4 separate regions of the Mus musculus genome follow, and regions 1, 2 and 4 are each linked to region 3. The links are chromatin contacts, called in public Hi-C and HiChIP or PLAC-seq maps. All regions are on one chromosome and are shown on one strand. Each heading gives the region's core, a stretch centred on a gene start, on an enhancer-like site or on the middle of the called end of the contact. The rest is flanking DNA. Distances are from core to core; before and after follow the strand shown. Region 1 has its middle 21 kb from the start of Gm52889. Region 2 overlaps Gm20619 (predicted gene 20619). Region 3 holds the start of Dlx6 (distal-less homeobox 6). Region 4 has its middle 42 kb from the start of Gm52888.

Evidence for each region. Hi-C and Micro-C count contacts between places; a contact is called where the count stands out from the background. HiChIP or PLAC-seq counts read pairs in DNA pulled down with a chosen protein or histone mark.
Region 1: a contact with region 3 is called in an H3K27ac HiChIP or PLAC-seq map of SST interneurons, with 3 times the contacts expected there. The contact joins the enhancer-like site here to the promoter of Dlx6 in region 3. A contact is called at or near these places in 1 of 39 promoter capture datasets (the C10 cell line), 1 of 484 Hi-C or Micro-C datasets (nephron progenitors), 7 of 115 datasets of contacts at active chromatin or transcription factors (SST interneurons, craniofacial prominence, embryonic forebrain and 4 more) and 1 of 9 other capture datasets (embryonic stem cells).
Region 2: a contact with region 3 is called in an H3K4me3 HiChIP or PLAC-seq map of craniofacial prominence, with 10 times the contacts expected there. The contact joins the enhancer-like site here to the promoter of Dlx6 in region 3. A contact is called at or near these places in 9 of 39 promoter capture datasets (3T3-L1-derived adipocytes, HPC-7-derived erythroid cells, cranial neural crest and 6 more), 3 of 484 Hi-C or Micro-C datasets (cranial neural crest, embryonic fibroblasts and palatal mesenchyme), 7 of 115 datasets of contacts at active chromatin or transcription factors (craniofacial prominence, embryonic forebrain, embryonic midbrain and 3 more) and 2 of 9 other capture datasets (adipose tissue and liver).
Region 4: a Hi-C map of uterus shows a contact between it and region 3, with 5 times the contacts expected there. The contact joins the enhancer-like site here to the promoter of Dlx6 in region 3. A contact is called at or near these places in 8 of 39 promoter capture datasets (the 3T3-L1 cell line, the C10 cell line, frontonasal cranial neural crest and 3 more), 2 of 484 Hi-C or Micro-C datasets (both in uterus), 6 of 115 datasets of contacts at active chromatin or transcription factors (craniofacial prominence, embryonic forebrain, embryonic limb bud and 3 more) and 1 of 9 other capture datasets (adipose tissue).

Annotation. Positions count from the first base shown.
Region 1 is chr6:6,542,195-6,547,202 of GRCm38.p6, forward strand. No RefSeq gene overlaps it. Among named protein-coding and RNA genes, the nearest start is that of Gm52889, 21 kb to the right of the region's middle. Within about 2 kb of position 2,232, at least 9 of the 459 cell types and tissues checked have an H3K27ac peak or open chromatin away from gene starts, as enhancers often do. A contact at or near this core is called in SST interneurons, where this site is marked.
Region 2 is chr6:6,362,777-6,367,662 of GRCm38.p6, forward strand. All of the region lies in intron 3 of Gm20619 (predicted gene 20619), which reads left to right. Among named protein-coding and RNA genes, the nearest start is that of Gm52888, 25 kb to the right of the region's middle. Within about 2 kb of position 1,400, at least 8 of the 459 cell types and tissues checked have an H3K27ac peak or open chromatin away from gene starts, as enhancers often do. A contact at or near this core is called in craniofacial prominence and second pharyngeal arch cranial neural crest, where this site is marked.
Region 3 is chr6:6,861,455-6,866,441 of GRCm38.p6, forward strand. Dlx6 (distal-less homeobox 6) reads left to right here and starts at 1,880. Exons shown (of 4, transcript NM_010057.2): 1 at 1,880-2,373; 2 at 3,624-3,817. The coding sequence starts at 1,926. The region is part of intron 1 of Dlx6os1 (distal-less homeobox 6, opposite strand 1); the gene reads right to left. It overlaps Dlx6os2 (distal-less homeobox 6, opposite strand 2), which reads right to left and starts at 3,696. Exons shown (of 1, transcript NR_002839.2): 1 at 2,343-3,696.
Region 4 is chr6:6,429,937-6,435,073 of GRCm38.p6, forward strand. No RefSeq gene overlaps it. Among named protein-coding and RNA genes, the nearest start is that of Gm52888, 42 kb to the left of the region's middle. Within about 2 kb of position 3,430, at least 7 of the 459 cell types and tissues checked have an H3K27ac peak or open chromatin away from gene starts, as enhancers often do. A contact at or near this core is called in uterus, where this site is marked.

The DNA.
Region 1 (5,008 bases), core at 982-3,481, 320 kb before region 3:
GCTCTGTAGACCACCCTGACCTTGAACTCAAAAATCTGCCTGCCTCTGTCACTCTAGTGCTGGGATTAAGGGTGTGTGTTGCCACAGCTGGCCCCATATGAGTTCATTTACTGGAGAAAGAGGAACCTACAAGTGGCCACACCCCCAAAGAAAAGTGACTTCCTCTTCCACAGCAGCCATCAAGCCATCAACTGCCAATAGCTCTTCAGTTAGGGTTGAGACATCAGAAAACTCCCAACCCTGTGCTGGAACTTTTAACTGGTGTGATATTGTGCAGATAACCCCATCTTGTACATGTTCATCCCATTTGCTGGAATGTTGCCTGAGCCTCTCTCTCTCTCTCTCTATCCCTCTCTCTCTCTCTCTCTCTCTCTCTCTCTCTCTCTCTCTCTCTGTGTGTGTGTGTGTGTGTGTGTGTGTGTGCACGCGTGCTTGCTTGCATGCCTGCCTGCCTGTCTGTCTGCTTGTCTATCATCGTCACATCTATACTTGAATACTTACAGTGGTTTATTCTCAGCACTTTAACAGTAATGAGTCGCTGCATTAACCACTATCCTGTACAATAAGAAACTCCATTAACCAACCTTGGGAGCAACATATGGCTAGAACATAAATATTTAGATGGCCATATGATGACATAACTGTTTGGAAAGCAACATCAAGAGGCAAGATGAAAGATTTTCTGCTCACTTGTGAAAATCTAAGCACAGATTAGGTATTAGGAAATATTACAGAATTAATTTTCTTAGACATTATACAGGTATTGGTGAGTTTGGTGTTTTTACTAAAGAACAATGGCTGGGAATAGCTAGTAAAGTTTGATCCTGTGAAATTATACAGTGAAAGAGCTGTCTTTATAATTGAAATTGGAAAGTTGGTTTCACGGAAGTATGTGCCAGTCTTAAACGGTAGGTCCGTTCCCTTTTGCCTGTGAATGCAGGTCCTAATGTGTCCATCATGTGGTAAAAATGAACATAATGCTTGAGCAGTAGAATTGGAGTCCCGGGTTCATAGCTTTTCTCCATCTCATGTCTTACTATGACACCCATGCCTGTCAACCTCTCTAGAGTTTCCCCATAATAAATTATACAGATTTAAACCCAGTTTATAGGGTTGAGAGTTGGAATGAAAATGAATAATGCAGCACTCAGCTCCTAGGGTACTCAACAATGTAATTGTTAATATAAGGGCTCAGTTTGCTCTTCTTTTTACTCTTTTCAAGATAGAATATTGACAGTACCTACTTCTGAGCCTGGAACCCAAAGACATAAACCCATCTTGTGATGTCTGAGGTTTCCTTTCCAGAACCTGAGCCTGGTACTCACCATGTAACCGGATTTCTGTCACACTCTGTACACACTTGTGCTTCAAGAGAGCTAGAAGTGTGTATTTATGCAAGACCTATGTCCATTTAGATCCCTGTAGGCTTTTAGTCTCCCTTAGGCCCAATCCAAATTACCCAAGTGCCCCCATGAAGTTTGCCCAGTTTCCAAACCTCCAATTCTCTCACTAGCCCGACTTCCTATATTTATCAAACCTCATATCCTTCTGCGCGCTTTAAAGCATAATGTTAACACATTGTATCATGCATCATGAACTTAAGACAATTCTAAAAAAACTGGGGCTCAAGGGTGAAGCAAAGCTTCCCAGTTTCCTAAGAGTGACACAGCCTAACCCAAACCCACAAAATATGGTAGGGACAGAACCTTCATTCATTGCGAGCGTTGCATAATCAACACCGATAAAGAGCCATAATTCTCTTGAGAGATTTTCAAGGTCCTCCTTAAAGTGTGTTTCTCTCACTATTGTGGTTCTAAACTATGGCCACAGCTTCAAGACCAAATTATAGCCTTTGGCGGCTGGTTTCAGTCTGGTGGTTACAGCAATGAATTTGGAGTCAAGAATCCTGGCGTCTCAGCCAACTATTCCCTGGGTAACCACATGCAAGTTAGCTGCTCTCCTCTCAGTTGTTCTATCAGTCAAATGGGGTAATTTTCCCTCACTTCCATCTACTTCAAAGGCATACACGAGGACAATTAATTACCTCACAGCCACAGCCAATGTGAAGGTTTCTATGCAGTAACAATCCTACTGTCAGCCTCTCCTCTCCAAGCGCAATCATTCCATCTCGTGATTATTTTAGGTTTTGGGTGGCTGAGTCTCATTGCTGAAGGTTCATTCAGGGCTGTTTGTCTCCGGGCTTTCTCAGCCACATGCCCAGCTGCCTGGATGCTGGCAGATGGAACAGAAACATCTTCCAAAGCAGTAAACCAGAAAGCCTGGATGCAGCCCAAGAGAACAACATTGCTAAAGCATACTGATGGCTTTCTTTAGTCCGAACCACCCAGGCTTCCCCATAATATCAGAATGTGAAACCACTTGAAAAAGACTGTAGGGAATAGTGTTTGTCAGTAAATAATACCTGATTAATCTCTCAACCTCTCTCTCTCTCTCTCTCTCTCTCTCTCTCTCTCTCTCTCTCTCTCTCTCTCTCATTGTCTTAGCATAACACCAACATCTCTCTTTATCTACTGTGTTTAGAACCTATAGTTCTGAAGTTCTGAAGGGATTCTTTTTTCTTACTCCACATTTTAATGATATCTGAACACTGAAAATTATCTTTTTCTTTTCAAACAGCTATTACCACCAGACCTACCTAATAAAGGAGAAACCCACCTTTTCAGAATAACCTTGAAAAGGAATTAACTTTAAGCTTCCCAGAGTTAATAAAAGTGATAGCTATTAAGAAAAAAAAGAGGGGGCTTCAGTGATCAGATAAATGACTTCTTCGAGTTCTGAAACAGGTTATTCTTCATCTTGCTGATCTTTGTCCTTAATATTCCTTCATATGGATGTCAGTCAAAGGAAGAATGTTAAACTTTGACAGTTGCTGACAGATAGTGTAGATTGAGTATATTCGTTTGAGTACATACATTCTGTATTCTAGAATGTTTACTGATAAATGAAATCAGGGTAAAAATAAATGTCACCACACTCGTTTGTTCTTTCTAATCAATAAGTAAAAGTCGCAGCATTAGGGATTTTAGCCAATTACAGCCTGACGCTTTAAATAGTAGGTTTCATGATTAATGCTTAAACTGGTATTTCTAGAAAAGTGTTTGGTAAAGCTAAGTGTACATTTGATGTGGGAGAGTCATTGACTTTGAACTTATGCTGTATTCCAAACTCAGTGGAAGCCACAGTTACTCACCAGTTACAGACTCAAGAGTCCCAGGTTCTAGTCTTGCTTATAACACTAACTCTCGATGGCCTAGTCGGCCATCACTGGAAAGAGAGGCCCATTGGACACGCAAACTTTATATGCCCCAGTACAGGGGAACGCCAGGGCCAAAAAGGGGGAGTGGGTGGGTAGGGGAGTGGGGGTGGGTGGGTATGGGGGACTTTTGGTATAGCATTGGAAATGTAAATGAGCTAAATACCTAATAAAAAATGGGAAAAAAAACCACTAACTCTCTCTTCCCTTTAGATGAACCCTTTTTGAGGATCCAAATTGCTAGTTATCATAAGCTGTATTTCCAACCCTTCACCTTAAACCCCCCTACCCCAAGTAAATATGTTGGAATGTTTATCCCTGCATTTATTTCATCTTATGGTTTTATTTGGAATGGGTCTGTCGTAGGTGTAATTGTTGAAGATGAATCTTACTGGAGTAGAGTAGACCCCTGGTCTGATGTGACTAGTGACTCTGTAATAAGATGGCCATGCCACACAGAGACACATAGGGAGAACACCATGTGAAGATAAGGACATTGCTGGAACCCAGAGTGGAAGACCACCATGAGAAGCTAGGAAAGGCTAGTTCCTAGGTATCAGAAGGAGCATGGTGCATTGATTTCAGACTTCCAGCCTTGAGAACTGGGGAGCAGGAAATCCTGTTGTTTTGAGTCCCACACAGGGTGATGCTGCTATGGTAATACGTGGATACTAACATACTAGTCCTGCAATGAAAATCTGCACTGGAAGCCTTATGTGAAAACGGTTTCATTATTCTATGTCAGGGGACATACGACTTTCTTCATAAAGAGCTAACTAGGAAATACTTTAGATTTTGCATGACTGTGTTATAAATATTCAACTCCATTGATTCAAAGCAGTGGGTAAAAGGTAAAATAATCATTGTGGCTATGTTCCATTAAACTTCTATTTAAAGGTACTGAAAATATAAATTAATGGAATTTTTGCAAATCACAAATTATTATTTTTAATAAAAATTTCCACCATTCACACACACATGTATGTCCATGTGCACACGTGCATGCACACACACAAACACACAACTCAATTTCTTTGTCACAAATAGTAGAATTACAGGAGTAATTCTAACTGTATAATCATAGTAATACACTACTACTTAGCCTTGGGAAAATCACAGGATAATTTAAACTAGATGCTGCTTTATAATACATTCTTGTCTTACAATGAAAAAAAAATGACCCTGACCTGTTGATAGCATAGGTGCTTAAGGACCTCATTCAAGTCTATTGACAGATGGCAAAAATGAGAAGAACGAATCCAGATAGGGAGATGGAGGGTGGTATAATAAAATAGAAATGCTTCTGGAGCTCGTCCCAGTGTGACGCAGTGTTGGTGTTCCAACCTCTTGTAATGTTACCTGACAGATCCCAGACCAAACTGTAACATGAAGCATTCATTTATCCAGCACACAGGAGCCAAGCACTTCATCCATATAAAGGTTAAGTGAATGAAATTATTAAAATGGTGGAGCAGGATTTGAGGACTTAACCTGAGAGGATATGCCATCAGCCTGGTACAAGAAGAACACAGAATATGCCTGCTACAGAATGTCCACAGAATACATGCCCAAACCCAGCAATCTGCTTTGCGTTACTTTCTAATAAACGTCAACGGGAAAGTGTGTTTATAGCTCACGATATGGAGGAGGAAATCTAGTAGCTTGCCCTATGGGAATACATGCTTCTTGTTGAGTCCAGGAAAATGTCTGTACAAGTGGCCAAAGGTTTTCATG
Region 2 (4,886 bases), core at 150-2,649, 500 kb before region 3:
AGGTGAGTCTGTTTCTCATCTTATGTAATTCTCAAAGTATGTGAAGCATTCTGAAAGTGTTCCTGCTCTTCTGAGGGCCCCATTGCTCTCGGTATTGGAAACCCGGTGCTCTGTGATGCAGGAAGGGCTCTTGGCTCTGCCTGAGTTTGGGAGCTATTTTCAGAGTAAGCTTTTAAGTCCTGTTAATACACAGAAAATATCCCCCTTGGGCAGAAGTTAAGAAGGACAGTTCCACACCTAATTTTAATAGTGTGAAACCTAGTTTTAATAATAAATGGATAACTTGACACTAAGTTGGGAATAGAAATCACTCTGCTGTAGGCAGATGTGACATTTGGAAAGTGAGCTCCAGGATTGGGCATGGCAACCAATTAGGTATGGGCTTAGAGGTGCAGTATTGATGGATACATGGTAAGGACATTCCCAGAAGGTCAGAGCAATGAAAGCTACAGGGTCTGAAACTGTAAGGAGGTGAAGAGGAGAGCAAAGAAGACAGGAGAATAAGAGAGGGGAAGAGAGGAGAGGGGAGGGGGGAGAAGAGAAGAGAGAGGGAGGAGAGAGGAGGAGCGGGAAGGGGAGGGGAGAGGAGAGGGAGGGAGGAAAGAGGAGGACATGGGAGGGGAGGGGAGGAGAGGGGAGTGGAGGGGAGAGAAGAGAGATTCTTTGAATAAATATTGCAATAATGTTAAAGGCCATAGGGATATTGTGAAATTTTATAGGTATGCATATTAATTATAGGCTGCTAAGGTTTTGAGTTATAAATAATAAATAACAAATGTATACAGCCAGATTCGCTCATTTCCACCTCCTATTCATAGACAAAAAATGAGCTTTTTAACAAGTGTATACCAAGTTTGAGATCAGTGAGACGAAGTGTGGCCTGTGTCTGGTTCTCTTCCCGTTTCCCGTCTTAGGGACTCCTGCGGGTCCTCGGGGGTCTTATTTAAATCTATATTCTCTCTTAATTCTCACTAGTGGATTACATCTGAGAAAGAAAGCAATGAGTACTTGAGGACTCCTGCTACTAGTGTGCCATGGACCCTCTATTGCAATGACAAAAGTGAAAACATAAAATGTCAACCTCTGGACCAATGTGTGGTTAGTGCCACCGCAGCACTGTTGCCCCAGGATGCCCTGAATAAACCATTGTTGTGGTTTCCCTGACAGACAGCTTGTCGGCAAATGATCAGTATTGGCCATGATTTCGGGCTAATTTCATGGATGTTTTCCAGTTTCCGTGATCTTCCGTTCCCGTTTTCCAAACAAAAGTGCTTCTGAAAATTTCTGTTTAACATCTTTCACTTTGAATAAAGAGAACAAGAAACATTCCCCTCGCAGCTGGTCTTGGTGAAATTACTTCTCTGGAGGGCCCAGCAGATGAGGGGTCTTGTTAGAGAGGCACCAGGCAGAAGGTCTAGTTCTGTATCAAAACCCATGCTGAGACCTGCAACCTGAGCTCTGCCACTCACCACCCTCTCCACCTACACACACACACACACACACACACAGTCTAAATGAACACAGATGGCTGGCACACAGACTAGGCATCGAGGAAAGCAGCCGCAGGCCTCTCTGGTTGCTGTCATTTCACGCCACAAACAGAGCAGCTTCAAGATGCTGGTGTTTCTGAATCTGAGATCAATCTGGAGTGGCCATTCAGCCACTTCCTGTTGAGACACGCAGAGAAATTGTCAGAAAGATACTCAGATCCTGATTCAACTAAAATCACACATTTCTTTAACTGACAAGTTTGCTGTTGTTTTTAGTGGAAACTATACTATGATACTATGATAGAATCCACATCAAGTTCTAATGGACAACTTGGTTTGTCTGTTTTTTGGTTTTTGTTTTTTTCCTGGAGAGTTGATCTGCATCAGCGCATCTATTTGCTTCTTTGTGTGAAATAGATTAACTTTTAAATGTAATGGAAAAGAGGATAAAAACAGATTTCACAAATGTTGAAAACCAACTAAAATCTTTAGACCCTCCTTCCAATCAAGCAAAATGTGCCTTGCCCTGTTTGTTTTAATATAAAATATGCAAACAATTACATAGATATGGAAGACATAATTATGAAGAGGTTGATATCTGAAAGGTTATTATTGATTTATGGACTTCTTTAGTTTAATAGAAGACAGATTTAGGAATAAGATATAATTCGGTTTCTGCAGGAACAATAAATGTCTCAGTGAGGAAATGTAAAATCTCATTGTATGCCTCAAAATGCAGCGATTAAATTTCAAAGGTAATTTTTGTTAAGTATGAATTCCTCAGTTTCCCTTTACGATTTCCAATTCTCTGTATGCAGAGTAAACATTGTATAAATATGTCTTCTTGTTCAAGCAAAAGGTTTAGTGTAACTCACACCATTCATGTGTGTGCGGTTTTTCTGTGTCTTTTACAGACACAGACCTTCTACAAGCTAACTGAGCTTTGAGTAATGTGATCATGCTTAATATAAGCGTGAAGAGGTATAAAAGTTTATCCCTTCCTTGCATCATCATCCCGTGCATTGGGCTTCATCTGTATATTAAACGGTTCTTGCAATGCCAGCATATAGGAGAACTTTACTTTCAACATTTAGGGATTGCATGGCATTAATAGCCAGAGTAAAATAACAACAACAACAAAATCAAATTTTCTTCTTTTAGGAAAACCTTAATTGACTAAGTCATTCACAAAAGACATAATTGTATCTTATCTAGGATTTAAAATTATATAAAAGCTTCAAAATTTGTGGCTTTTACACAAAATTGGCCCAGAGCCAAGAATCTAAAAGTGAAATGTTTTCAGAAGGGAGACACACACACAGACACACAGAAAAATACCCAGCAAACATAATGCATGCCTAGATTGAGGAATCTATTTAATAACACACACGAGCCTGCACATTCTTCCATATGTTGCATTTGTTATTTCTTTAAATTTATCTTTAGATGTGTAAAGTTTGCACCTAAAACTAGCTTTTGGAAATAATAGCTAAAGATTTCAACTTCTGGCGAGGATGGAGCCAGAAAGACTGGATTCAGTATTCCACCTTGAACATCTAGGTAACTGTCATTTCCTGCGAGAAGGCAAGCACAGGAAGTGAGTCCTATGATTATAGCAGCTTAATGACTGCAGTGTGTCAGGGATGAACGTCTAGAGGAGCAACCCAACGTTGTGGTCCAGCTGAGAGAGGCAGAACTGGCGTTCATGGAGGCCAAGACACTTAGAATTTGATAGACAGAGGTTTGGAAAGCAAGCATTACTGGCAGAGAGAGAGAGAGAGAGAGAGAGAGAGAGAGAGAGAGAGAGACAGAGAGAGAGACAGAGAGAGAGACAGAGAGAGAGACAGAAAGAGAGACAGAGAGACAGAGGCACACAGAGACACGCAGAGACACATAGAGACAGAGAGAGATAGAGAGATAGAGATACACAGAGAAACACACACACACACACACACACACACACACACACACGCGCGCGCGCGCGCGCGCACACACACAGAAACACTCAGAAAGAGAGAAAAAGCAGGAAGAGATGGGATATGAGAAAGAAAAAAGGGCAAAATCAGGAGAGAGAGAGTGATGTTTCTCATAAATAATAAATGTATTCTAAAGAAATATTTATCTCCTTTCCAATTATTTCTGTAACAAGTATATAAGCCGTTTCCAATATTTAAAGGGCATTATTATGAAGAAGTGATTACCTAGAAATTGTATGTTGGAGAGGTGTCCACAAGTTTCTGGCTGAGAACTGATTTGTACACACATGAGAGTAAAGATTGATGTGAGGGAAAGGACCACTGGAGAGAACTCGTGAAGCAAATGGGATGAAGCAGCTCGTTCATATTCCTACCAACCATGGTGGGAAGACAGCATCAGAGACATCAGACGAATCCTCAGCAAAGGTAGACTGAATTAGTTATAGTCCAAAGCTGTGGAGAGCCGTGAGCAATCGCCATTTCAAGATGGCGCTGGCTTCCACAGTGCCTAACTGGTAAACAAGCAATGTGCGCAGGTGCAGGAGTAAATTCGTGCCAAGTCACTGCCCATCCCGGGGTGTAATAGTGGGGTGATGGGTGAGCAGCTAATCAGGAGCTGACATGTCACACAGAGGGGTATTTAAACAGCTCCATTTTCAGGGTTCGGGGTCTTCCTGAGAAGTAAGCAATAAAGCTCTTCTGTAGAAGGACCTGGTTGTCCGAGTGTGTTTTGCTGGCGAAACATTACAAGGACACAAAGCCTCTCTGAATATACCCTAGCACTTTTGAAAAGCAAGCTTTGAGGTTTCTAAATTTATTCCAGGTAACCCAAATGTGTAGCAAATCAAAATCCAACATCAATTAAATGAAATGTACAACACAAAGCAGCTAATAACCAAGTTTATAATGTAAAAAAGCTGTCATTGGTATATTATTGTTTCTGTTGTTGTATACAAATATTTTGAGGTATGCATTTTATTTTACTCATAGTTTTGAAGCTGAATATCCATGAATAAGAAGCCATATTATCTTGGTTTCTGACTGAGACATAGGTTGCAGGATGGGCAGAGGTTCTCTCTCTCTCTCTCTGTCTCTCTCTCTGTCTCTCTCTCTCTTTGAACAGGGTTTTTCTTTGTAGCCTTGGCTGTACTGGAACTCATTTTGTAGATCAGGCTGGCTTCAAACTCATTTTGTAGATCTGCCTGCCTGTCTCTGCCTCCTAAGTGTTGGTTTTAAAGACATGAGCCACTACTGCCTAGCTGGGCAGAGGCATTTTTGGTTTTTTAAATTAGACCTAAGTGGGTCCTGCAAGAACTATATTACTTCATTCTGAGAGCAGCACTTCAAATATCTAAGACATCTTCCATTAGGCCCCACCTTGAAACTTCGAGCAATTGAACCTTTGGGGAATACTTCAAAC
Region 3 (4,987 bases), core at 630-3,129:
CCCCAGGACGCGACCCGGTGCGGACCTGCTTGTCCCTCCCCAAGCCTAGAGTTGGATCCGGTTCTCCTACCTGGTGGCTGGGCCTGAACGTGGCCGCCTGAGCTCCGCTGTCCCTGCTCCGCAGCTTGGACCAAGTGAGTCTGGAGACCCGAGGGAGAGAGGCTAGATCCGTAGCACTGAGCTGCTCCAAACTTAATGTCTTTCCCCAGTCCATCTTTGAAACAGAAGTGGTTCTACCACCTGGATGTGCGGATATAAACCCCCTTGCAAATAATAAATGGATTAATAATAACAAGGTATGAAGTTCTTTTTATAGAAAAAAAGGAGAGAATTGAAACTAAATGCGGCAGTTAGACAACCATTTTGATAAGAGGATAATTGAAGCGACACTGGTGTATAATTAGAGGATAATTTATGCTATATCCACTTTTATTCCACCTCCCAAAATAAACCCAGTCCATAATCATTACAGGCAAATTGTTCTGAATTTTATAGCAGCAATTTGAACAAAGTACTGCAGTTAATCATGGGAGATTTTTGTGTATTCCTGATTAGAACTCTAATTGCCTCCTTCCAGAAAGTAAAAATAACTGTAAAACGACTCTATTTTTATCATTAACAATGTTGACAATAAAATAAAATCAATTGGAATTGTAATCGAGAGACAAATTTAGGACGAAGGCACTTTTACTTGGGTAGTTTATATTGTAATCAAGATTTGCCAAACCACTAACCGCATGTATCATTTGCATATATTTGAAAGCATTACAGTAGCTTCTGTTTTCAATAGGAAGAAAATGCATTCCTGTCAGCCCTCCAACGACTCTCGCTTTCAGAGCAGGCTGCTGCGTTCTGGGGGTAGTTGGTATTCCTCCTCTGTTGAGGGGGGGGGGGTCAATATATAGGAACTAGGGCCGAAAACAACAGGAATCTCAACAGAGCAGGGTCTGATTTTTCTTTCTTTACTATCCCCGACCCTTGCCATGAGTTGGAGCCCAGATATAGAGGTTTTTCTTCCATCAATGGCATTAATAAAGTACTTCTGGAAAAACCCACAGTGCAAAAGTGCTCCCTTGGGAGTAGAGTTGGGGTCCTGAGGGAGGGGGAAAGTCAAGTGAAGGGGGGGGGATCTGGTTTTAAATGCTAGGGCCACTGCTTCTGAACACAGGCAACCTGAAAGGGTGCAAATGAATTGAAAGCGATCAGCCTCCAGCCAGGCTATTCCGAGTCTCCAAGCCTGGAAACAAGGGCTTGGAGCAGGGTTGGAGCTTCGACAGGATGCGTCTGCAGCCTACCGGGCGCCTCCCTCCACCGCTGCTCCCCTTTAGCTCCGGGCGGCCCCAGGTTGCACCTCTGGGCTGAGCTTGTAGTTAGTTGCTTAAGGTAGGCGAAGAACTCCACAAGCAGCGCACACGCCAGTAGAAGCGGTGCGCCTGTGACGTCAGGGGGCGACTGACCAATAGGAAGGCGCTGCCCTTTGGAGACAAACCATTCGACTCGTGGCGTCTGCATCAAGTCTGAAAGCAGACGCGCAACTTTCGCAGAATCCACCTTAAAATCTCTGCTTTAAACTGCACCAGCCCCCAAAAATCCAAGGGGGGAAAAGCAAGGGGGGGGAGAAGAGAGCAGATTCCCCCTCCCCCCTCTCCTCTCCCATCCCTCCCCCTTCCTCCTCCCTTTGGGTTAACAAGGCCCTGCTCACTATATCTCTTTATATTAAATATATATATGTATATATTAGAGAAGAGTGAGGAAGAGAACCACCTCTGCCCCCTCCTTTAAATTTTTTTTTATTTTTTATTTTTTTTATTTTTTTGCAAGGATCCCGGGAGCTAAGGTGGCTGCAAAGGGGAGAGCGGTGCGAGCCAAGTGGGGGAGGGTGAAAGAAACCCGGGAGAAGGCTTTCTCCAGCCCCCAAAGTTTTGATGATGACCATGACTACGATGGCTGACGGCTTGGAAGGCCAGGACTCGTCCAAATCCGCCTTCATGGAGTTCGGGCAGCAGCAACAGCAGCAGCAGCAACAACAGCAGCAGCAACAGCAGCAGCAGCAGCAGCAACAGCAGCCGCCGCCGCCGCCACCGCCGCCGCCGCCGCAGCCGCACTCGCAGCAGACCTCCCCGGCCATGGCAGGCGCACATTACCCTCTGCACTGCTTGCACTCGGCCGCGGCGGCGGCGGCGGCGGCCGGCTCCCACCATCACCACCACCAGCACCACCACCACGGCTCGCCCTACGCGTCGAGCGGAGGCAACTCCTACAACCACCGATCGCTCGCCGCCTACCCCTACATGAGCCACTCGCAGCACAGCCCTTACCTCCAGTCCTACCACAACAGCAGCGCGGCCGCCCAGACGCGCGGGGACGACACAGGTGAGAGGCCGCTTAGGCAGCTAGCTTCGCCCGCCTCCCCACTGCCTCCGACCCCTCCCGCCCCGCTCACTTCCTCCACGCCGGGGCCTCCGCCGGCCCCCTCCTGCGGGCGGCCCCGTGCGCCCCCAGTCGGGCCCCGTGGGCTCCCGATCGCCTGGCGCCTGCCTGCCGGCCTCTCCCTGCCCGGCCCCTTCCCGCCGCCGTGGACCCCCGGCTGGCTCACCCCGAGGCCCGCTGGCTCCTCCGCCTCCTGCTTGTGGTTCCCATTGAGCCTCCAGGCTGTGCCCTAGCCTGGCTCTACGGTCCCCACTGCGCCCTCCAGCCCACCAGGTCTGTGTGCCCTCTACCTTGTCCCTTCCCTCTCTGCTGGGACCCGCATTTATCAGAACTGGAGACAATTCTGGGCCAGGACTGAAGGGCTAGTTAAGGCTTCCCATCTCAACGCTGGGAGAGCGGTGGCCTACTTTGCCTGGGGCACTTGGTGCCCCTTGGTGACTTGGAACGAAGCTGTTGCAGCCGATAGATACTAGTGACATTGGGTTTTGTCTTTTGTTTTTGTTTTGCTTTTAAAATCTTCCCTCGTGGGCTTTGAGGTGTCCCCCCCACGTCCCCAGACCTGGCTCCCTCTCTCTGGGTTTTCAGTAGTACTTTGGCTGCTCCTTTGTTCTTGGAAGTGAAGCAGAGGGCCTGGGGTTGATAGCTCTCCGTTGTCCAGAGAGTCTCAGCCTGCTCTGGAGCTGCTCTGAGCTCCTGGTTGTGTTCTGTGTCTGGGCTTTGATACACGCGAGCAGAATCATTTCAAACATACAGAAGGGACTTAAAGCACTAAGCTTGCAGCTGGGTGACACAAAACTAACTGGTCACATAAACAACCGGGTGGTTCTGGTATAGCTTTAGGCGTTGGGAAAAGCCAGGCCAAGAAACCGCTCTCGGGCCCAGAGAAGAGAAGCCTTACAGCGCCACGGACTTCGGAAAGCGGCCTGCGCTGTCTCCGCTGTTGCGGAGCGTCTCTTTTATGCCCCGGGCTTCCTAGATTCGATCCACTATCATAATGCATTGTTAGTGTTGGAGACACGGTCGGAGGGAAGCTTTCACAGCCTCTGGGGGCACGTGCCCACAGTGGTATAGCGGGGATATTACGAGGAACTCTTTTTAAACTTGGGAGAAACTCCTTGCCAGCCTTGTCACATGAAGGGAGAAGGCAGTAGTGGCCTCGCGGGTGACCACTCCTCTGTGTCATTTGCTTACAGATCAACAAAAAACGACAGTGATCGAAAACGGGGAAATCAGGTTCAACGGAAAGGGGAAAAAGATTCGGAAGCCTCGGACCATTTATTCCAGCCTGCAGCTCCAGGCTTTAAACCATCGCTTTCAGCAGACTCAATACCTGGCCCTTCCCGAGAGAGCCGAACTGGCTGCTTCCTTAGGACTGACACAAACACAGGTAATTCCCGGGAAGCCCAAGTACCCCTGAAATGCTGGCCCTGCTTGATAACCGTGCAGAGAGCATACCAGGAGGAATTCTTGGCCTAGTCAACCAAGGATGGAAGGAGCTAAATGACAAATGCCCGTGCTCCAGTTGTGCACTTTCCTGGGATCACACAGTTTGGAACAAATGACATGGTATTGAATACTGAATTGGATTTGCATATACACCAACCCTCTGCGACCCCAGCTGAGCCTAGGATCTTTTGGTGAACAAATTCAATCAAATCTTATTCCAGAGCAGAATAACACGAAGTAGAACAAGTGTGTGTGTGTGTATGTGTGTGTGTGTGTGTGTAGTATCCAGCTAAGAAGCAAAATAAGGCCTTTCTTAAGGACCCTTTAGTGACCCTTAGGAATTAATATTAATTTCAACTCATTGTCATAGGAAGGAAACTTATGAGCTGAGACCAGGAGCAAAAGTTAGACTCTAGCAGCTTAATAAAGACATCCATGTGTAAGCCATTCACTCCGGGATGGGTAAGACAGGACTTTCTGAAGATTGCATTAAGCTCTGTAGTTGAATCATTCTGGTACCAAATAGTGCAGGCTGAGGTACCTCCCTGGAGCACAGAACTTGACAGAATTGAGAAACAAAGAGAATGTTCCCCAAATCACGGCCTGGGACACCACAGATAATAAACAGTCCTGCTGACCTGAAAAGTATACTGGACATTTCAGATTTCACAGAAAGGGGCCCATAGGTGAGTATATCAGCCTGCACTCAAAAGCCAGCAGTCAAGAGAACTGCACGGGATGCTAAGGCCTCTTCTGATGGGCATCATCTTCATCCAGCAAGGGTCTAATAAGACAGTAGCCAAGACCTTACAGAATGGTGTCTTCAGGCCGCGTCCCTGAACTCTTCTCACTTACCCTGGTTTCTACTGCATGTTGCCACTGAAAATGTATGAGGTTTGCTATGAAAGGGCTCTAGATGCTCCGTGACTCGTATTCTTGGGAAAATAGATTCTGGAATTGTAAAGGTAATGCTACATTGTAGGTTTCCTTTCATCTAGAGATTTGGGTTGTTGACTTAAATAAGCTGCCAACTTAGATTCCTGATTCTGTAGTTGTCAGAAGCCTTTTGACTTTTAGTAGCTACCCCAACAATCATGTGATGATTGATGAC
Region 4 (5,137 bases), core at 2,180-4,679, 430 kb before region 3:
TTTTCCACAGTCCTAATCTCTCACTGGCATAGCCATAAGGGCTAAAACAGCCCTACCACCACACACACAATGCCTGCTTCTCAAGAATTGCTAAGAGGAGGTTTGATTTTCAAGCTAAAGTGGAAGGTTATTCATGTATAACAGCAAGAAATAAAGATTACCATGAGAAAACATAAAACCACACATGGCATAAGCAATGATAGTCATACTCAGAATTCTCTAATACTTTCAGATTGATGTGCTACGGTAGTTTGAAAGAAAATGGCTCTCATAGGCTCACAGCATTATTAGAAAGTGTGGCCTTGTTGGACTAGATTTGGTACTATGGAGGAAGTGTGTGTCTGTCTCTTCCTGTTGCCTAACAAATCTGGATGTAAAACTCACAGCTCCTTCTCCAGCACCATGTCTGCCTGTGTGCTGCCATGCTTCCTGCCTTGATGATAATAGACTAAATCTCTGAACTGTAAACCAGCCCCATTTAAATGTTTTACTTTAAAAGAGTTGTCATGGTCAGGGTGCCATAGCAGTAGAAGTCCTATCTCCAAGACATGTATAAAGGAGTTTTCATCTCAACTAAGAGGGCTAAAACCCCCAAAGTTCTAAAAACAATAGGGGTAGCCAACATAAGTTAAATGGTGCAAGCTACACAAACAAGCTTGACATCAAACTCATAAATCACAGCTCGAGTTCGCTGTGAGCTAATAGTGGGACAAGGCAATGTTGATGCTATATGGTAAGTGCTGTATGGTCAGAAGCTAAGCCTATAGAAGCACATGGTATTAAAAACAATGGTTCAAAATACACAACCATGAGACAGCCAATGCAGCAACAGACAGAAGGTCCTGCCCAAACACAGACACAAAGTGACAGCAACATGGCTGCACCTGCAAAAGTTGCTTTGGGGATAATTGGGCAGAACAGAGATGAAAAGCAATTTTGAATAGGGATACAAAAAGATGTGTTTCTTCAGCTAAGGATGCGATCAAATTTATAGTCATGAAAACTAAAGACTGAGGTGTAAATTCAACCAGGAAGACAACACTATATGTAAGCATTATAATACCCTAATGAGAGAAGTTGAAGACAACACACAAAAAAATGGGGAAAGACAGTATATCGTGGACCTAAAGGATCACTGCTGTGACAATGGCTGCCCCCGCCCTCCCCCCCCCCCCCAGGAAGATCTTCATGTTCAGGGTGATGTGAATCAAAACATGACTGGCCTTGCTTGTTTATTTCTTGAGGTATGGGTTGGTCTCAGGAAGTTCAGACCAGCCTTGGAATCACTGTGTAGCTGACAGTGACATTGAACTCCCAGACCACCTGCTTCTACCTCCAGAGTATGGGGACTACAGTTATACACCACCAAAATTAGCTTACCAATGATATTTTTAATATAAATGCAAATTCCACCTCTTTAGTTCCTGTTAGCCATAAAATGCCCTCAATGTTGAAAACTCTCTATGTAAACAGAAAAAAATGGAGGTAGCATACTTCCTGGTTTCACATCATAAAGTGATAAGGATCAAAAGAACATGGCATTGTCCTAAGAGCTGACACATTTACCAGTAACGTACAGTAGAATGCTGAGAAATAAATCCATGCCTTCACAGTCAATTGGGTTTTTGACAAAGGCACAATAATATAATGCTGAAAGAGTGGTCTCTCCAACATGGGTGTGGAGCTGGGATATGCGGGTGCATACTTACCAGGTGGCACTTGAGAGACAACGGCAAGGTGATCATGAATTCTAGGTCAGCCTGAACTATATAGTGAGATCCTGAAAGAATAACAAAAGAAAATGAAAACACAGGCAAGAGAGAAGCAGGACTGGATGAGCTGCACCATATCACACTAAAAAGCTGCGGGCAACTAAGGGTTCTGTCAAGTGAAGAGATGACAACAGATATAAGAAAATACCAACAGACCACACATCTAATAGAGGGTGAACATTTGGCTGGGCATAGTGGCACACTCCTTTAATCCCAGAACTTGGGAGGCAGAGTCAGGTTGATTTTTGAGTTCGAGGTCAGCCTGGTCTACAAAGTGAGTTCCAGGACAGCCAAGGCTACACAGAGAAACCCTATCTTGAAAAACCAAAAACCAAATAAATAAATAAGTAAATAAGTAAATAAATAAGTAAGTAAGTAAATAAATAAATAAATAAAATAGAGGGTGAATGTTTAAAAAAAACTCTGCCTGTCATTAGAGAAAGGGAGATTGCAATAATGAGATCTCACCTTTATAACCATAAGGGTGGCTTTCATATTTAAGGAAAGGAGTGGTGGAAAGTGCTAGGGAGGGTACAGAGGAAATGAACTTATTCATCTTCCGTGCAGTTGTAAATTACTACGGGAATTATAGAAAACAGTAAGGAGGCTTCCCAGAAGGGACCTTCAAATGGCTTAGAATTGCCCTTCTAGCTAACACACACACACACACACACACACACACATACACACACACACACACTTGCACACACACCTGAAGTCAATACAATATCCATCCTCACATTCATTGCAAAATTATTCACAATAGCAAAGGTATGAAATCCCCTAAAATATTTGTCAATGATTTTTTAAAAAATGTAACATGCATCGTGTCTTACACACAGTGGAATAATAGTCAGCCTTTAAAAAGCAGGAAATTTGAAGCCAATGACATTATGCCAAGTGACACAGGCAGGTACAATGCCTAAATATTGCACAGTCTTACTTCCTTGTGGACTTTCATACATTTGAAGAGACCAAATTGGAAGTGTCCGGGAGGGAGGAAATGGCAAGTTACTGATCAAGGCAAGAAAATTCCAGAAGCGCCAGAGAAATGGGTTTTGAAAGATTTCAGAGCAGGGCCACTATAGACAATAACTATAAATTATATATTTCAAAAGGGAGAGCAAATTAAAAATTCTCACTATAGAAAAATGATAGGTGAGATGATCGATATGTTAATTACCTTGATTTAATCATACTACATTGTTTACATATATCAAAACATGACATTGTATCCCATAAATGTATGCAATTATAATTTGTCAATCAAAAGTATTAATTTAAAAAAAAAACCCGAAGTAAGATGCTCATATCTCAGGGACTTGATGTTAAAAATACCTGCAAACAATACATAGCTCTATAATTGAGGAAAGCTAAATACAGCAATTCGCCCAGATTCATGTGTAATTCTTTAGCATACCTGAGTGACTTTAGAATAGCTAAGTACTGTATTACCAAGCACTTGATAATGGCAAATGCAATTACTAACTGAAGTGCTCTAATATTTTCTGAACTGCATTTACGACTGTGGCTGCAAAAATGGTTTATGATTCCAGTCATAAAGAATGGATTTTAGTCTTTGCCCTCTTCAGATGGACACATTCGTGGGCTGTCAATTCATGTTTATGGTAATGTATTAACTATGATGTTGCAGCACACACTGGTGAAAATGAAGTAAGAACGAGCTTTTACTAGCTTGCTCACTTTGCTCTCCTATGTAACCCCAGATTGCCTGCCCGAGAGTTGGCACCACTCACAGTGGCGGGGCCTTCTCAAGCCAGTCATAGTCAAGAAAATATACCACAGACCTGCCAACAGGCCGATCAGATAGGGGCAGTTTTTCAATTCCTGTTTCCTTAACCACCCCCCCAAAAAAAAACATGCATCAAGTTGACAAAAACTTAAGCAACAAACATAGGAAAGCAAGTTTCTTCCTGTACTGAAGTGAGAGGGAAAGAATAAAGACAAGCATTGGTGTTCATTAAGTAACAGTGATTCTTTAATCCCAGCACTCAGGAAACAGAGGCAGGAAGAGGTCTGAGTTTGAGACCAGCCTGGTCTACAGAGGGAGTTCTAGGACAGCCAGGGCTACGCAGAGAAACCTTGTCTCAAAAACCAGACGAAACAACCACAAAGCAAATTAAATGTATATTAGATTTTGTATGTCCCAGTCACCCTTCCCTGCCCTCTCCAAGAGAACAGTCACCAAGATGAACACAGACTTACAGACATTTATTAAGGGAATACAAAGATTAAAAATAGTACGAATGGACAGGTAGGACCTTTGGAAGCACTCAGACCTGCCACAGGTGAAGCCAGGAAGGTCTCTGATCACAGCATATCCCTGGGAAAGTTTTGGCCACATTTTCCTGAAGTTCCTGAGCAGAGCGGATTGAATGCTTTTACCTCTGCTCTGCCCCATATACCCGAGACCTGTGACTGTATCATTATTTGGAAAAAAAGTCTCTGCATATTCAATCTAAGGTCTTAGGATCAAATAATTTTGGATCATCTACATGGGTTCTAAATCAAATGACATCTATCTTTGTACTAGGGAGCACACAAGCACACACATACACACACACACACAGGCAGAAGGAACATATGAAGACAATTATACAAATATAAATTAAGGATCAACAAAGACTGCTGGCAGGCACCAGCAAACTAGACAAAAAACATACACTTTTCCCTCAGAGACTTGGGATGAAGCCATGAATTTCAAGTTCACACTCTTGGTCTCAGAGTTGTGAGCATATTCGCCCATTGTTTCAACCCACCCTGTTTGTGGCCATATGCTTTGGCAGCCACAAGAACCAAGCTGAAAACGAGAAGCTGCATTTTTTTTGAGTCTTGTATCCCACAGGATGGGCCAACACCAAGCCTCTGCATCCTTCAGTCTCTCTCGAGGGAGCCTTGGCTTCTTTGTTACTTGACAGTGGTACCCGAAGGGGTCTGAGCAGATGATGCACTATGGCTGCCACACTGAGCCATCAGAGAAGCAGAGAGCAGAGAACAGGCTTTGCTGGTCAGAAGCTTGGTTGGTAAGTGATAGATGTCGCTCAGATGGGAAGATCAGCATAGAATATAATGAAGCAAAGTCACTAGTGTGTGAGCAGCATCAGGGAAATGCAAAACTATCTAAAGTTCTGCCTGAGATGAGTTTAATGAAACAAGGCTTCTTACATGAACTTGTGGTCCAGGCAGATCAGTGTCTAGGAAGGAGGATGGAGGAGAGACAGGCACAGAGCCCAGCACCAGCGGCAAACTTATGGGGGTGGAGACTTTGACCTAGTTGCTTCTTGAGGAATTGTCTACAAAGAATGAAATAAATCAAAGGAGGGAGTCAACAAGGAAGGCAGTGA